Linked DNA regions of Mus musculus: region 1 is linked to region 2. Evidence: chromatin contacts called from public Hi-C data. All regions are on one chromosome and are shown on one strand. Each heading gives the region's core, a stretch centred on a gene start, on an enhancer-like site or on the middle of the called end of the contact. The rest is flanking DNA. Distances are from core to core; before and after follow the strand shown. Region 1 has its middle 36 kb from the start of Gm40423. Region 2 has its middle 41 kb from the start of Gm40423.

Evidence for each region. Hi-C and Micro-C count contacts between places; a contact is called where the count stands out from the background.
Region 1: a Hi-C map of liver shows a contact between it and region 2, with 2.9 times the contacts expected there. The contact joins two enhancer-like sites. A contact is called at or near these places in 3 of 484 Hi-C or Micro-C datasets (liver and nephron progenitors) and 5 of 115 datasets of contacts at active chromatin or transcription factors (embryonic fibroblasts, embryonic stem cells, intestinal crypt epithelium and 2 more).

The regions. Positions count from the first base shown.
Region 1 is chr12:52,394,606-52,400,687 of GRCm38.p6, reverse strand. No RefSeq gene overlaps it. Among named protein-coding and RNA genes, the nearest start is that of Gm40423, 36 kb to the right of the region's middle. Within about 2 kb of position 4,102, at least 97 of the 459 cell types and tissues checked have an H3K27ac peak or open chromatin away from gene starts, as enhancers often do. A contact at or near this core is called in liver, where this site is marked.
Region 2 is chr12:52,317,181-52,323,245 of GRCm38.p6, reverse strand. No RefSeq gene overlaps it. Among named protein-coding and RNA genes, the nearest start is that of Gm40423, 41 kb to the left of the region's middle. Within about 2 kb of position 4,630, at least 8 of the 459 cell types and tissues checked have an H3K27ac peak or open chromatin away from gene starts, as enhancers often do. A contact at or near this core is called in liver, where this site is marked.

The DNA of each region.
Region 1 (6,082 bases), core at 2,853-5,352, 78 kb before region 2:
AAAAAGAGCGTGGAAGAAAGCGATCATAAACAATACGTTCACGAACTTGAATAAAAGCTAGTGAAGTTCCTAGAAATCCCACCCATGGCTATGGGATGATTTGTAGAAATAAGAACTGTAAGTACTATGAGTAGTTCTTTTGTATTTTGTTTTAGACCTTTTTATACAAAATCTTTTGGTTTCTCCCTTTCCTATCCCCATATCACCCAACAGAATTTTATGAATCATAGTTAGCTTTATGTCATGGTATTTATTTAAGTTATCAAAGAGAACAGTGAAGGTCACCAATGGCCTTTGTTACCCTCTACGAGATGGAAGTTTGCACTTTAGATATACACAGAATCATTGTACCATGTCACACAGACTATGGCTTTGTCCTTTTCTGTGAGTATTTAAGTGTGACTTAAGGAATGGGCGTGGGTGGATGTAACAAGAGTGGCCTGAGCTGGCCAGTTTAATGCATCGGCTCCACCCACTCAGCTAGGTGTTTCCTCATAGGTATTTTGTAGCTATTAGTCACAACTACAGTGGGTTGGTTTTAAGTAAAGAAGATTATCCTCAATAATCTGAGTGGGTCTGACTGTGGTCTCTCAGTTTCTCTGAGTCAGAGAAAGTCTGAGTGGCCTCCAGAGTCCAGGGTTGATAGCTTGTCTTTCCTGGTCACACACACACACACACACACACACACACACACACACACACACACACACCCTCTTTTTGCCTTTGAGACTTCACCTGATACAGTCCCAGGTTCTTTCAAAAAAAGCAAAGGACATCAAAGTCCAGTATTTCCCATAAACGTAAAAATTCACACCAAAAATTTAAGAACAATACATTCACGAACTTGAATAAAAGCTAGTGAAGTCCCTAGAAATCAGTCATTGAAATTCATTACTTTAGCACAATAAAAGAGAAAAGCCATACCATTGTCTCGATAAAACAGAATCAACAAATTCTATATTTGTGTGCACTAAAAACTGTCAGTAAATGAAAGCCAGAGTGAACTCTCCTGAGTACATTAAAGAATATCTGTGAAATCTACAAGCATTGCACTTAGTACCAAAATACTGTCTGCTCCCCGGCTGGGGACGAGACCTAGGCAAGGATGTTTATCTTATTGTTTCCAGTTGTCACTGAACATCAAGGCCACAACCAGTGCAATAAAGCAAGAAAAGAAATAAGTATCATGAATATAATTTTATAAAAGGTGAAACTGTCTTTATATATAGCATGCTTGCTGTATATGTTGAGTCAAGGCTCAACTGTTTAATAGCCTCATGATTTGAGGTTAAATATGTTTTATAGTAAGCCTACACTATAAAATGATGACATTGAGGCTGGGATAAAATATTATATACGTGGACCCAGCATTGTCTGGGGCTCAAAATGTATTAGTGTTGATAGTATTGATAACTTAAATGATTCTACCTAACCAAAGTTTATAGACCTATTGACTTGCCAAAAATTCTTATTACACATTTTATTTATGAATTTGTATATTTACAGTCATGAAGAATATTGGTTTGCAATTTTTTTCCCATTTGTGCTTTGTAAAGTTTTAGTTTCAGGGTTTTCTGATCTTACAATGGGAGTTGGGACTACATCAGCCAAAATGACATCAGAGAAAGAACTCTAGGACATATGTTGCAAATGTGATGTTTGTAGGCAGGTTTTTATGGACATAATATATATTTCAATCTCCTTTAATCCATCAGCCAACTTTTAGGTCAATTCTATCTTTGGGCTCATTTCATGAGAAACTGAGACAGAAAGGAAGGTTCAGCAATCTGCTCTGTGATTCATTGCTCACAATTGGCTGGATTCGAGGATCATTGCTTGGCCCCCATGTCCAAGCCTTTCCACTGCTTCCTAGACACGTTCAAAAATAGCTTCCAACTTACCTCGGCAGACTGTGTTTGTTCTTTGTGTACAGATAAAATTAGTTAGTCACAAGCACTTACTCTAACTGTCCAAATTAACACTGCACATGTGTCAAATGGACCTAAACTGTTGCTGAAGGCAGGGGAACCAGGAAGCGGGCGATCTCTTTTCATTCCAAGTGATTTGGATCAACACCAGCCTTCAAGATTTCTGCTATGGAGATAAATCAGGGCCTGTAGTAACCCGAGTCTCACCATATTCAATGTCTAATTTTTGCTAGGAATCAAGGACACAGCAGCTAAAACATGACCTGTGTTGGAGCCTGTACAAAGTCACTATGCATTACTTAACTGCTACACATTGGCCCAGAAGTATTTCATTAACAACACTCTTGCTGTAGATTCTATCTAGTTACCATAGAAACTTTGAAGGAAAAGCTTGTTTGTAACCCTTGGACTAGGTTCATTATGCAGCTCTATAGCTCTATTTAAAGATTCCCCTTGTTATTTTAAACTCTTCCCTTTCTGCTTGCTTGTTTTCTTCTCCTGCTAGACAGCTCAGTCAAATCCATTCATGACCTTCAAACAGCCACTCACGTGGTTTTCAGGGCACAGTTCCTGAAGGTGGATGTCTATAGCCAATGGCGCTTTTCTGTGTTTATCTGTGAAATAGACTTTGGTTACCACAAGATTTTGGTTGTTGTTGGTTTTTTTGTTTTTTTTTTTTAAAGCTGAAGTTTCACTTCATCAAAAATAAAAATGAACTGTCTTGTTTCTATTCTCTCTGTCAAATGAACTTCCCATCCAGTCCAGGTCTTCACAGAAGGCCCCATGAGTCCCCACTCAACTCCTCAGACATCTTTTAAGTAGGAAGTGTCTGCTTTCTAGAAGCTCTGAGTCTTCCTGTCCTCCCACCAGCCCTTTCCTCCTGGAGTTGCCAAATACAGCACTTAGCTGTGCTGGCCTCTACAGTTTCCCCTCCCCTGGGGTACTCATATCTCAGAGCACTTTACAGCCAGTGGGCCCCCAGGAAGTGAACTCCTGCCTGCCTCCCTACTAGGCAACATCTCCCAACAGGGTCCCTCTGTTCTCCTGCCTGATGTCCATTTGGCCCACGTGGAAATTCCCATCTGTTTGCAATTGGTTTTGTTCTGCAGGAGAGAGGTGGGTGTTGGACAACTGGGTTGCATTTATCAGGGTCATTCAGGGTCTGGTTTGGAGGGAAGGTTGGGGGCCAGATGTGGAACACTTCTAGAGGCTAAAAAGTATAACCTGTGGAGTTTAGAAGATTGTTTGGAGGGTTTTTGATTTTGGTCATAGAAGGAGTTGAGGTCAGATACCACAGCTGAGGGCAATTCCACATGAACGCTATGTGTCCCCTCAAAGACAGATCCAGTCTTCCAGAGAGAAAGTAGAGGTTGGGGCCCTGTGTCCAGGGCATACCTGCCTTTCCAGCTGACTTAACCCCTCAAGTGAGGATACAAATTTGGCATAATTTCATAAGTCCACTGAGGAACACACTGCGGGAATTCGTGGACTAACTTTTCAGATTTATTTTCACTATAAATTATGGATTTCTTTTTAAAGCAATGTCTTTATTGAGATATACTCTCTATCCAATAAAAGACCCTCTAAACTTTGTAATTTAGGGTAAGGGGTAGACAGTACTCGCCTAGCTTGCACAAAGTCCTGGGTTTGACCCCCAGCTCTGCTAAAGTATATGATACAGGGGATTTGGGTATTTGTAGAGTTGGGCAAATATTACTTCTCTAATTTTAGAATATTTGTATCATTCTACTCTAAACATTCTGTAGCCATTTATCCCAACTTCCCACTCTCTTCCCTGAGTCCTCAGAAACCAACAACCTGCCTTCTGTTTCTGACCACAAGTTTCTGGCCACCACCCAGTGACTTTAGGTATCCCCGTAGACAAACGCAAAGCCAAATGTGCACCGGGATTGATCACACTCCTCAGAAACCATTGCTGTGTTTCTCAGGCTCTAGCAAACCCAGCCTCATTCTCCCTATCACTGAAAAGAACAGATGGCTGAAGCCGTCTCCAGGCCAAGGCTGTGCCTCTGTATTGCCAAACATGCTGATGAGCCCTGTAACTCAGCCCGGAGTCACTAGGAAAACAAATGCGGAAATACCTGGACAGCGCCAAAGCAGCACAGGCATTTCCCAGCTCTCCCGCCACACCACGTTGCAGCTGCATGGGTGACTCCTGACACAGTGACCCTTAGTGGAAATGGGTCTGTGCATGCCAGATGACTCAGGGTCAGGACTGGCCTGAGTGGACTGGCAGTGCTAAGAACGGGCAGCGGTGCTGATTTCAGATGAAGTTCCCAATATGAGTAGGTGAAGGGGCTGGAGCCCGAGGCCTCAGGGCTAGGGAACAGATTGTTCATGAGCTAAGTAGACAGCTAAGCACTTAACACGAGGAGCACAGGGAAGCAGCAGCATGGACCGCAGGAGGCTGAGAGCTGCCGCCACCTCGCTTGGGAACAGCAGCCAGTTCAGGGGCTGCTTGCTGCTTGGAAGCATTTTTACAGGCACAGAGGATCTGTGGCACTCTGAATTGAGAATCCCTGATGGAACACAACTGGGCGGGTGTAGATCTTCCTGCAGCAGCTCAGCCTCTTCAGAAAAGGAAAACGAGTGAAGAAAACATTTGTATTTCCAAGAATACCATAGCAGCTTCCCTTGGAGGGAACACTTCATGATACAGCTATAGTACTTGTTAGCATGTGACTTTTCCAGCCCAGAGCATGGGCTTCTGCAAGGAGAGTCTGTGTCGTTTCATTTTTATAAGCTTGGCATATAGTAATTACCAGTAAAGCCTCATTTATTGGGTGAAAAATTTCAAGTATCTATTTCTAACGTTTTTTTCCCCCAAAGAACTCTGTAGCATTAAAAAAAAATCCTTCCTCCAAAAATCACTGTATTAAGAAGGGCAGTTAAAATAAAGTGCAAATGTGTGCTTTTAAGCATGCTATTCTTATCAAGGAAGACACAGTGCTGTGCGATGCATCCATGAGGAGAATCTGTGAGCTGAATAAAGATGTTTAAAACCATAGAAGACTGGATCTAAGACCATAGAGCCAGGCCCTTAACAACAAATACCTGGAATACATGTGAGCCCTCCCTTCCACACCTAGGAAAGACGCTGCCAATCATGTCTGGCTGTTTCCCACCAAATGTAGGCTTAAGTGTAGACTCGTCACCAGCACTTTTTCACAGGACTGTTCCTGGGTGGTTGGTGAGGAAACATACACAGTAACTTGTCAGCCCAGGACAGACAGGACCTTGAAACCCCTTGAGGTCATCTTGGGGGGTGGGGGTGGGGGGTGGGGAAGGGCACTTGAGAGGAGCCTACTGGACTCCTGAGATGCACAGCCTGTTGTCTGCATGCAGAGTGACTTTATTCTAATTCAAGGACTCCTGCTGCGACTGGATCTGAGGCCCAGACAGGCAAAGGTCCGGCTTATCAAGAGATTCAAGGACCGAGACAGCCAGAGCCTAGAAGTCAGGTGAGCCAACCAAGCCAGTTATTTTCAAATCTGAGTGTGGAGGAATAGGCAGTTAGCTGAGGAGGACATAAATAGTATTCATTTCTTCCCAGCTGGGTGAATAATTGCATCTACCCAGGAAACCTGCCTCAGAGACAAGCTGCCTGTTCCTAAGGATGCGCTGCCCATGCAGAAACACGGGTGGATACAATCTGATAGTACTAGTATCGTCTGCCCCTGTGACAGTGGGGAGGATAGACTTCAGAAAGAAGAGTTCCTGTCTGGATTCTGGCAAAGCAGAGTTAGGGAGAGATCTTTCTTCCCTTGGCTCCCAAGAAGGGGAAAACAGAAAATTACAGTCACACGCTGTATAACGTCTCAAAAAGCAGCAGACAGCACACAAGATGGCAGTCCCGGAGACTCTGTCATCTAGGGACATTGCAGCTGTCTTAGTTTGTGTGAATATATTCTATGATGCTCACAGGATTTTTCAAAATCTAGCCCTGTGGTTCTCTGAACATGTGACTCAACTGTAAGGATTGCCCTTTCTTTGGCCTTTGGTGTGAACCTGAAGTGTTTACACCGGTCTTCAGCGTGACTCCTGAGAACATGGGGTTTCAGTTTCTTCATGGGTAGAGGAATTCAAAGCCAGATAGGCTACATGACTGCACCACTGATGTACAGTGAGCCAGC
Region 2 (6,065 bases), core at 3,381-5,880:
ACATTTTTTCCTCTATTGTTTTACAAGAGTTCTTGAATTATTCCAAATAACCTGTCTGCTCGTTCTGTATGTTTCTTTCGGTGAAGAGGACTCTTCCTGTGACGTAATCTCTTCTTTTATGATCGGTGTCTTTTGTAGCCCATTTAAGGGATCTCTCTTTCCCAAGGTCACAAAATCCGCCCCCCCCCTTTTTTTTCCTGGGTTTTAAATCTTTGCCTTAAACATTGATTTTACATAGCAGGTGACAGGGCTCATTTTCTTTCTACACGCCTCAGCAATACTGTTTTGTCATAGCTCAAGCGGTCAAATATGCACGGGCTGTTCCTAAGTTTTCTATCTTTTCAATTTTTTTTTTAGCCCTACATCAACCCAAATTGTCTAATTACAATAGATTTCCAGTAAGGCTGGATTTCTGGTATTCTTAGACCTTTGTTCTTCACATAAAAATTAAAATCAATATATTAGGCACGTATAAAAGGGAGAATTATGTTTCATAGAAAGCCTTTTTGTATCTTTTGAATTTTATCTCAAAGGCATGTATTATAAATATAAAATTGTTCAAGGATCTAGAGAAATGGCACGTAAGTTAAGAGAACTTGCTGTATGGTCACTAGAACGAAGCTCTGGTCCTAGCAGCCATACATACATGGGCCTGCAACGGCAGCTCTCAGGGGGGCAGAGGCAGAGGGAGGACTTAACTCAAGTGGAACAGGCAGAATTAGAGGGAGACACGGGCATGTGATTCCCACACACAGTGCTCATATAATCACACTGATACACACACACTGATAACACACACTGACACACACACACTGACACACACACACAAATGAATAAGTCTGTTTTTAAATGTTCAAGTAAGATCTCTCTTAGTTCCGGCTGGCCTTGAATGTGCCATCCTCCTATCTCAGTCTCCCAAGCACTAGGAATACAGGCATGCACAACCACGGATGGTTTATACACAGATGGAGATTAAAAAAAAAAAAATCTTAGGACTCTCCTTGTGTGGAGTTCAAGCTTGTAACCTGTCACATGAGGCCCTTTCTACCCTAGCTGGTCCCGATCCACCATGTGACTTGCCATTAACTGCAGGTAAGCAACTGCCTCTCAGGCTCGCTTCTCTAAAGCTTCCCCAAACCTGCAAGTTCTAGCACATTCCGATAGCCTGCATTATTTGCTCACACCGTTTCTTCATACTCAGCCACCCTTTCTTCAAGCTTAACTCTAAATCTTCTTTCTTCAAACAATGAAGATACCGAAAGTCAAACTTTGGCTCATTAGTTTTAAATTTTACTTCATTTTTGATAGCTTTGTGTCCTCATTGAAACAATGTGTTCCCAGAATGAAGAAGACTGGAAAAGAGTTGAAGCAATATTTCTGATTTTTTTTTAAAATGCATTTAGATTAGTTGTTATTGCCACTCCGTGGCTGCAGTTGCAAAATGTTGAGTTTGCTATGTGGACCCTGTTGTACTTAATCCAGATGAACACCTATGATTAAGAAACTACAAGTGAAAGCCAATGTTTAATGGAATTTGTTTGCAAGTGGGTTTCACAGCATAATTCAGGAATACCTCTATCACAGAGACAGCCTAATAATACATTCCCATAGAGGTTTACAATGCATCTGTAGACTTCTCCATCTGAAGAGGTGATAAAGAAACAACTGTGTGAACCATAATTAAATCCATTAGGCACAGTGTGGGAGATAATGTTTAAACAACAGCTCGGCAGCTGCAACGCCCATACCCTTCACAGTTGTTCCATGCTCCAAACAGATACACTTGAAGGCAGTTTATTATTTCCATCTTACTTATCAGCTAAATAAAATGAAAATCATTTTGGGTGGGTATATTTAATTGATAAAAGACAACTGATGGTACTTAGAACTGATGTGCAAGATCAAAATCACCAAAGGCAAAAGGTCTTAGTAACATGAAACAAAGACCAAGTGGAGAATTTCAGATACCTATGAATGGTTAGAAGCCGTAAGCACCAGCAAACACTTCCATAAGCCTTCCTTTTAGCCTTTCAATTACAAGAGTATTCTTTTGTTCTAAAATTCTTTTTTTCACTTGGGTGTGGTAGCCAATGGCTGTAATGCCAGCACCTGGGAGGCTGATATGAGATCATCAGAAGTTTGAGGCCAGTGAGAGCAACACAGCCAAGACCCTGCAGTAAGCAAACAAACACACCAAACAAAACAAAATACTTTTTTTTTTATTAACCAACTTACCTGCTGTCACCAGTTTGATCTTCAGTGAGGAAATGGTGCTTCTCAATGAGTAAGTTTACATTAGTTATTTTTCCTGATGCTGAGACAAAGTACTTGCAAAAGCAACACAAGGAAGGATTTATTCTGACCAACGGTTCAAGGGGACAGTCCATCCAGTGAGGAAGTAACGGCGGCAGGTACACGAGACAGCTTGTCGAAGTGCATCTGGATGCAGAGGCAGATGAAGGCTGTGCTCAGCGCACTCTCCCTTCTGTTCACCAGAGGACTCTAGCCCATGGAATGGTACCATCCATATTTTGGGTGTGTTTTCCCACCTCAATTAGCCTAGTTTAGATAATCTACAATAGGTATGTCCAAAGATTTGTGTGCATGATACTTTTAAATCCTATAAAGTTATAATCATGACTAACAACATCACAGAGCTAGAAATGAGACCGACACATCACTAACATGCAGACTAGACTGCCTCAGCCATTCCATGTGTGATCCCCTTTCACCGAATAGATTTGTATGTGACCCTGGGTATACAGGCTAAAATAAAAAGTACTCAGACATTTACTGAGAACACATAATAAACAAGTTTTTAAAACAATTCTTTGCTATACATATAATTTTACCATTTAAAGATTTTTAAGGTAAATTTACATATGAATGAGGTGGTGGCTGTATTCATCTATTTTTATAAGAATTATTGGCTGAATATCTGATACTTTGGGACATAGGGCATTGTCTTAGTCACTGCTCTACTGGTGTGAAGATATATCATGACCAAAGCATCTTACAAAAGAAAGCACTTCATCAAGGGCTTGCTTACAGTTGTGGAAGGTTAGTTCATGGCCATCAGGGTGGGAGCATTACAGCAGGCAGGCATGGTGCTGAAGCAATGCTGAGAGCTTACATCTTGAGGCAGCAATAATGAGATAGAGAGGCAGAGATAATGGCAAAGGTTTTGGAAACCTCAAGTTTACCCTAAGTGACACACCTCCTCCAAAAAGGCCACATGTAACCCTTCCCAGAGGGTTTCACCAACTGAGAAACAAGCGTTCAAAAATGACTGTAAGAGTCTCTCATTCAAACCACCATACGCATCTTCAACATTTTTCAGAGTTGATTAATATCTGATTTATAATTGTCAGGGCTAAGGACGACACAGGACACAAGTATGTGGTACAAATTGCATGTGTGTGTTGCGATCCCTTTCAGAAACCACTGGAAATTCTGTCTTAATCTCAAGCCAAAATTCATTCAACTTTTTAAAAATGAAACTTGTCAGCAACTCAAATAGAAATTAAAAAAAATCATTCTAATACGATGTAATCCAAAGAAATAATAACTTGATTCATGCTGAGGAATGATAATGAAGTCTTTGCTCTTTATAAATATTAATGTTTAAGACCAGAAACCTTTGTATGTATAGTAAAATCACTTTAATTTCAGCATATAGCAGTCCAGAATCTGGGCATGATGTTTTGTGCAGCGTATTCTGGCTCTGTGTGGGCAGTGGCATATGCAATGCAAAGTGCACACACCATTCAGAACCAAGACTGCAGTGCAGCACAGGCAAACACGGCTCGAGATGCTCAGGGGTTCGCTACCTACTTGATTTTGAATTAATTTCTGGTCATTGTATGTTCAGGAATCTGTTACCAATTGCCAATGTTTCGCAATACTCACAGTTAGTTATGTGGCCCCATGTGGGGTCATGACCCACGGTTTTTAAGGAGCTGGGTATCTGAGTTCAACAAAGCTTTCAAGCTCTTCTAGGAAACTGAAACTGGTGACTGGGCTTAAATGTTGTTTAAATTAGGAAAATGTTTGAAGTTCTGTGGTCACTATATGCTAAGGAAAAAAATTCTAAGGCAGAGTCTCACTCTGAAGCCTACTGGCCTGGAATGTGCTAGGTAGCCCAGACTAGACTCAAACTTGTGGCAATCTCCTACCTCACCTTTCAAAATACTGAGATTATAGACATAAACCATGAAGCCTTGGTACTGTCTGGAAACTTTAGTCCAAATAATTAAAAAAGCAATAAATGTGAAAATAAGTTGTTGCTCCACATCACACACACTCAAAATAAAATAAATTTCCAGAGACTCTTCTATTTCTACATTGCTGAGGATATTTTTTATATTGTAAATGAAGATTCTTCATCATATGTTTTGGTGATATCTACTGAGATAAACATGGTCTTTTATTTAATTTAATTTGCTGTTTGCATGGATTGGCTTTCAACTATTGGCTAACCTTCTATTCCCATTTAAAAAAAAATGAAAGAAACTCTCGTTTATTGTCTTGGTTTCTTTTCCTGTTGCTGTGATGATAGAGTAACTTGGGGACAAAGGGGTTATTTGGCTCCCGTTCAGGGGAACCAGTCATCGTGCTGAAAGAGTCAAGGTTCAGAAGTGTGAAAAGCCGGTCACAGTGCACCACAGTCGAGGCACAGAGAGCCATAAATGCGTGCTGCTATTCGTGCGGCTTCGCTTTCCTCCTCCATAGGCCAGGAGCCCAGACTGAGAATGGCATACCCACAGGGGGCTGCCTTCCCACTTCAATTAAATGAATGAAGATACTCTCTCACAGGCAGGCCTAGAGGCCGATCTCCCAACTAGATCCTAGTTGAAAATTAATATTAACCATTACTGTCATATGCCTCTATTTGGAGAAGAGATTCCCCTCTGGAATCAACTAAAGATTTTTGCTAAGGTTTATTACAGTTGTTATACTTACTCATCACATTATCATTATTAATTTTTTTATAATGCGTGTACTGGAGGAGAGATTCCACAGTGTAGAGGTGAAAGGTAACTCTGTGGTGTCCGTCCTTTATTTGGGGTCCAGGGATTGAACCCTGGTTGTTAGGCTAGTGAGGCAAGGACTTTACCAGCTGAGCCATCTTTCTGGCCCTGTCCTGTCTACAGAATTTGTGTGTATTAATGAGAAGTATTTGGCTGAATCTGTCTGTGACAGGCTTGAGTGTCAGGTCAATGACAGCTTCATAAACGAGCTAGGATCTGCTCTCTTATCTGCTGTCTGAATCGTTTGTCTAGAACTAGCCCTGTTTTTTCCTTTACTGTTGGGAAGGCTTGCCAGTGAAGGCATCTAGGCCTGAAGTTTGAAGTTGTACTTCTGTAGCTTACACTGGTCAGGTTATTTATTTCTGGAAAGTGCTTTGATCACTTCTTTCACGGTATGGATAGTTCACCAAGTTGCTAGATTTACGGGTGTAAAATTGCTAACAGTTCCTAATGTGTTTTTAATTAACTGTAGGACTTTGGCACCGCCTCACTCGTTCCTGATTGGATGATTTTTGTCCTCTCTTTTCTGATTGGGTGATTTTTGTCCTCTCTCTTCTTAATAAATCTGACTACAGCTTATTGATTTTGTTCATATTTTCAAAATGCCAGCATTTGATCTCAGTATTTCCCCTATAGCTTCTCCTCTCCATTTCACCCCCTCCCCCCCGCCCCGCTTTGGGCTTAATTTGCACTGTCTCTAGGTCACTAAGATAGAAGCTCACTTCCTTGATACATCTGTCTTCCTTTCAAATATAAAGAGTATCATAAATTTCCCTCTGCACCTCACGAAGGTGGATCATGTCTAGTCAGTTCAGCATGCTTTATGAATACGTCTTTCTTCCTTTTGACTCCTGGGGAATTTGGAATTGAGAACAGAATTGTGCTATAGGAGGTTATTCTCCACCGTGATAAGTGTTCGGCTTGTGTAAGAACATAACGCGCATTTTGCTGTTTGGGACCAGAGTGGCCCGTAAGTGCTGAGTTAGTGACTCAGCTCTTTAATGCTCACTGGTGACTTGTTCTTCTCCATTGATG